2 separate regions of the Zea mays genome follow, and region 2 is linked to region 1. Evidence: chromatin contacts called from public Hi-C data. All regions are on one chromosome and are shown on one strand. The core of a region is the stretch at or near the end of the contact, and the rest is flanking DNA. Distances in the headings are between cores, read along the strand shown. Region 1 holds the start of LOC103634602 (NAC domain-containing protein 92). Region 2 holds the start of LOC100384253.

Region 1 (2,700 bases), core at 121-2,620:
GCGTGCACCCTTCTGAAAGGGAAAATGGCTCGCCTGCCCTGTCGAATTTTGTGCGCTTTTGGTCCGGCTGCGCCCATACACCGCCGGTGTAGAGCCATCGGCATATATCCTTGCGCAAAGTTCTCGCCGTTGCCTGTCCGTCGTGTGGGGCGTTACGCGCATCCAGTAGACAACGACGAACACAGATGTTCCCAAAAGAGCGCGAGGGACGGAAGCGATCGAGCGAGCACCATTAGCCACGGTCCACGGACGGCGGTTAGGGACGAGACGAGTAGCGCACGACGGCACGAGTAGCGCCTGCCACGGTAATCTGGATTTCTCACCGTTTTCTGGAAAGGAACTGGCTGGGATGAGAGGATATCTGCTCCCCTGTCCGTGTCGTAGCGCCGGGTTGAACTCTTCACGCTGGCATGTGGGGACAGACAGATAGGCCTCCCTGTCGCCCAGCTCCGCACTCGTTTTCAAAGGTCAGAGAAGTAAGCGAAGCTCCTACTGTGATGGTATTTTAAAGGGAGAGCTCTGGGTTTTTCAATTCTCGGCCACATCGTTGCCGCGTTAGCTGTGAACCGGCGAGCGAGTGAATATTCCGCAGGCCAGTGGAGGGGAGCGGGCCATTACGATTAGGACAGGTAATTTGGAGTTAGCTTAGGGCTTGTTCGGTTATTCCCAATACACATGGATTGGATGGGATTGAAAAAATTAAGAAGAGGTTTGACTTGTTTGGGATTCAAACCCATCCAATCTCACTCAATCCACATGGATTGAGAGCTAACCGAACAAGCCCTTAGGTGGGGCAGTCACAGGCACACAGCAGCTACCGGCGGTAAGAAGTGAGGGGAAGGGCCCCCCGGTCCCCGCCGGACGGGGTCCGTCGTCTACAAGCCGCCCTCCGCACGGCTCTCCGCTCCCGGCCCGTCACAGCGTCGATACGACTATAGATGGCCAAAAAGCACGAGGCCCGTGAGCCCGGCACGAAGCCCGCTTTTTGGGCCCGGTCCGAACCCGGCACGGTAGAATAAGCGGGCGGGCTTGGACAGGAAACTAGGCACGGCGGGCTAGCCCGGCACGGCCCGTTTACCTCTAAGCCCGTTAAGCACGGTTTTTTTACACTAAAACGTGCTTACCGGCCCGTTTAGCCCGCTTTTTGGCCCGTTTTTTTCGTGCTAAACGGGCCGGCCCGGCCCGTTTAGGCCCGCTGCGGGCCGGGCTTGGACAGAAAATTAAGCCCGCTGGCACAGCAGGCCCGGCCCGGTTTTTGGCCGGGCTTCACCGGGCCCGGGCCGGGCCGGGCCGGGCGGCCCGTTTGGCCATCTCTAGATACGACCCTGTTCTATATAATGCCGCCCCAGCCCCTCCCTCCGCTCCTCCAGTCCAAGCCCCCTTGCCTTCTTTCTCAGCTCACCTCTCTCTTTCACGCACGCCTCTCTCTCTCTCTCTCTCTCTCTCTCTCTCTCTCTCTCTCTCTCTCTCTCTCTCTCTCTCTCTCTCTCTCTCTCTCTCCTTATCTGTCCTGAGGCAGCCATTTCCTCTTCCGATCGTGGAGAGGCTTGGAGTGGAAGGAGGCTGCTGGTTTTCGGCACGGCGGAGATGTCTGAGGTGTCGGTGATAAACCAGGCGGAGGTGGAGGACGCGGGCGCCGGGCAGCTGATGGACCTGCCGCCGGGCTTCCGCTTCCACCCCACCGACGAGGAGATCATCTCGCACTACCTCACCCACAAGGCCCTCGACCACCGCTTCGTCTCCGGCGTCATCGGCGAGGTCGACCTCAACAGGATCGAGCCATGGGACCTGCCAGGTTAGCACTGCGCGCTACTGCTTGATACGTCCTCACCTCAAAGAGCCAAATAGACCTGCACCTCTTTTTTTTTTGACTTTGTGCTTGTACTAGTAGTACTTCTCTTTCTCTCGGCTGGGAATCATGGCGGCCTAAATTTAACTGGGAAGCTTGCGTTTTGATTTCTCCAGGCAGGGCCAAGATGGGGGAGAAGGAGTGGTACTTCTTCTGCCACAAGGATCGCAAGTACCCGACGGGCACGCGGACCAACCGCGCCACGGAGACCGGCTACTGGAAGGCCACCGGCAAGGACAAGGAGATCTTCAGGGGCCGCGGCGTCCTCGTGGGCATGAAGAAGACGCTCGTCTTCTACCGCGGCCGCGCGCCGCGCGGGGAGAAGACCGGATGGGTCATGCACGAGTTCCGCCTCGAGGGCAGGCTTCCCCAGCCGCTCCCGCGCTCCGCCAAGGTCCGGCCCTCGTGTACTTACTCGTTCCGTCGTTCGGCGTTGCAAGCAAGTCTCCTGCCCTTAATTTCCGGCCGGTGGGCGTGGGCTAACAAGTCCCCTCTCTTCTTTTTCTTGCCGCCTTGTCCTTTTTGTTGCGTGCGGTGCAGGACGAGTGGGCCGTGTGCAAGGTGTTCAACAAGGAGCTGCAGGCGGCGAGGAGCGAGCCATTATTGGCGGCGGCCGGCGCGGCGGAGCTCGAGCGCGTGGGCTCGCTGGGCTTCCTCAACGAGCTCCTCGACTCCGCGGAGCTGCCGGCCCTCGTCGGAGCCGACGTGGACGAGGTGATCGACTTCAAGGGCCCCGCCCCCGCGTCCGTTCCGGACGCGAGCTACCTCCCGGTCAAGATGGAGGAGCACGCGCTGCTGCAGATGCAGCAGTGCCAGTACCAGCCGCCGCCCCCGATGTTCTACCCGAGCCA
Region 2 (2,760 bases), core at 150-2,649, 720 kb before region 1:
GCTGAGGCACTTGCTAGCGGCGGAGGGCGAGCCTGGGAGGGAGCCGGTGGGGGAGTAGGGGAAGGCGGCGGGGCCGAGGCGCTGGCCCTTGGAGCGGATGAGGAAGTCCTGGCACTGCTGCTGCTGATCGGCGGCTGCCTCCATCTTGGCGCCAGCGAGCGCAGCAGCGTCGTCGGAGAGGCCGCCGTGGACGAACCTGCAGCTGCCGCCGTTCTTGCAGAACCCGCGCGCGTAGTAGAGGCAGGGCTTCCAACCGAAACCATCGCCGCCGCCGCCGCCGCCGCCAAGGCAGAGCTCGTTGACTGACGAACTCCTACGGTGCGCTGGGCCCCCGTTGTGCCACCCGAGGCCGAACGCGAACATCCCATCGGCATCACCGGGACCGGGGCTCCGGCACTCCCCGCCGTCGAACCCCAGGAGCTGGTGGGCCGGGTTCCCGCCGCCCTCGTTGAGGAACGCGAGCTGCTCCTGCAGCTGCAAGTCGTCCAGGAGCGCGTCGCCGGCCTGACGAGGAAAGAACGGCGCCGCGCCGCCGTTCACGGGACTGGGCAGCTCCTCCCCAGCCCCCGCCGCCTCCTCCGCGGTGCCATTACTCGTGCTGTTGCTCCTGGAGAACACGGGCGCGTGGCTCCATGACGACGGCGAGGACACCGAGAGCGGCGACGGCGCGCCCGCGCGCCCGGAGTTCTGGCGTGGGAGCTGCAGGAACGGCGCGTGGCCGGCGGCCGCAACGGAGGTCGGCGAGGCCGGGAGGAGCAGGCCGAGGTCCTTGCGCGCCTTGGCCATGACAGCGTGGAGCAGAGACTCGGGGCCGAAGGCGAGGCGGATCATCTCCTTCTCGCCATGGTCCTGGATGAGGAGGAGGCCCATGATCTTGGCGGCGTGGTCCGGGTCTAGGGCTTGGATCCGGGAGAACACCACCTTGGTGGCCTCGTAGGCGTCCATGGCCGCGCCAAGAGAAGAGGGCCAGACGAGACGAAACCCTGGGCTCCCTCGCACCGCAGCAGCTCACGGGCTACTCGCTTTTCTTCTCCCTCACACCCCTTCACCTCTAGTGCAGGTGCAGCTCGGTCTTACCGCCTTCAGGGCCTTTTGTACACACACTGCACTCAGCAGCAGCCCGATCAGATCGATAGATATGTCAGTGTATGGTAGCGCTGGGTAATGGCTAGTGCTCTGGCTGCTCGCAAGCTTCCGCTTCCCCAAGCTCCCGCTGCGCCACTGCACCACTGAGCAGCTCCATTTCCCCAAGGTTTGGTGCTTAGCCGCGGCCAATCAAAGAGCAAACCCACTATATTACTGCCGCACACCTATCTCTCCCTCTCTCGCCGTCTCGCGCGCGTCGGGGGTTGGTTTCTTGGGCTTGGGACTCTGCTCGGGGTTGCGGCCTTGCGGGGTAGGGTAGCGAGCGTCGAGCTGGGGCCTGGGGGGCTTTGAAGACTTGCAGGCAAAGCAGTGTGCAGACTTTTGAGGGATCAATGACCGTGTGCAGATACCAGTTTGGTTTCTTATTTTCACTGTTGTCCGGGAGGAGGAGGACCCAGGAAAAAAAAGTAGGTGTTCAATTCGAAGTTGCGTGACCTGTGCATGGATCTTGATCTCTCCAATTCGCCATTTTCAAAACCAGATTATGGGCATGGATTCCGTCCTGAATGAAGCTTTGTCCGGATCTTCCGTCCTCCCTCGGGCGCCTGCCGTTGCAGAATACTCGTCTGTTTGTATTATAGTTTTGGCAGAAAAGGGATGCTACTCTTCTCCACATCGTTTTGAGACTCAGGGCGATATTTGCATCTACAGAAATCTTAGTTCAGTTTTGGTAGCAAAAATGGCCTACTAATTTCGAATCCGGCAAATCGGCAGAAAGGCAGGGCGAAGCTTGCTGCTTGCCCAGCCAAGCCATGTCGATCGGGGAAGCGTGATGGATCCAGTCGCATTTCTGAAAAGAAGATATATCGACGGCGATGGGATAAACGAAAGCGGTAATCTCAACGCGGCAAGGTACCACTTTCCTTATCGTATTCAAATCATGGATGTTGCCTGGTAACCAATTGTAAGCCGACTGGGCATGTTGCGGTGCGGACAGAATTCTAGATCGTTTAGATGGAATTGCAGGATTTTGACATTTTCAGCATGTTATCTCGCCTTTAATCTGTACCGACTTTTACTACTTTTATAATATTTTATCTCTATAGATTCAAACGCTAACCGCTTTGTATAGAGTTGGGCTTGTAGTTATTCAATGTACACCACAATGTTTGGTTTTGTCCTTGGAAAATTGGTATGTACACCGCCCAACTTTTTTGCAATCTAGCTCTTTTCTGTTTCTTTTGCACAATTATGCTCTTTACAGTTTCATTTCAAAAAATGGACCATAGGCTCGGCGCCATTATTATTGGCGCCTAGCTATACTGTGATGGTGCCAATATTAATGGCGCCTGAGGTGGTGAAGTGGCAGGGTCGACGCCATAGATCTTGGCGTTGACCCCCTAGCGTCGGTGCGGATCCTATCAGGGGGTCGGTGCCATAGATTTTGACACCGACCCCCTTTATACCGGCCGGGTCATCGTTCTCTCATTTTTTTCATGCTAAGGACGCCGCCGCCAAGCTCCTTCTCTCCACCGCGCCCGCCGCCCCCCGCGCCCGCTGCCCCCGCTCTCGGTGAACTTTCTTAGGATTTGCCTGGAACCTTGCACACATGCATACAGAAAGCATAATATCCGGTCGTGAAGCACATAAATAGAGTAAAGATCCTATCATCGA

The links. A called contact is a pair of places that touch in the nucleus more often than the background predicts.
Region 2: a Hi-C map of ear shows a contact between it and region 1, with 2.8 times the contacts expected there. The contact joins the promoter of LOC100384253 here to the promoter of LOC103634602 in region 1. A contact is called at or near these places in 2 of 25 Hi-C or Micro-C datasets (bundle sheath and ear).

Annotation. Positions count from the first base shown.
Region 1 is chr1:53,480,425-53,483,124 of Zm-B73-REFERENCE-NAM-5.0, reverse strand. LOC103634602 (NAC domain-containing protein 92) reads left to right here and starts at 1,370. Exons shown (of 3, transcript XM_008657013.3): 1 at 1,370-1,795; 2 at 1,966-2,243; 3 at 2,390-2,700. The coding sequence starts at 1,588.
Region 2 is chr1:54,197,136-54,199,895 of Zm-B73-REFERENCE-NAM-5.0, reverse strand. It overlaps LOC100384253, which reads right to left and starts at 1,399. Exons shown (of 8, transcript NM_001362338.1): 1 at 1-1,399. The coding sequence starts at 945.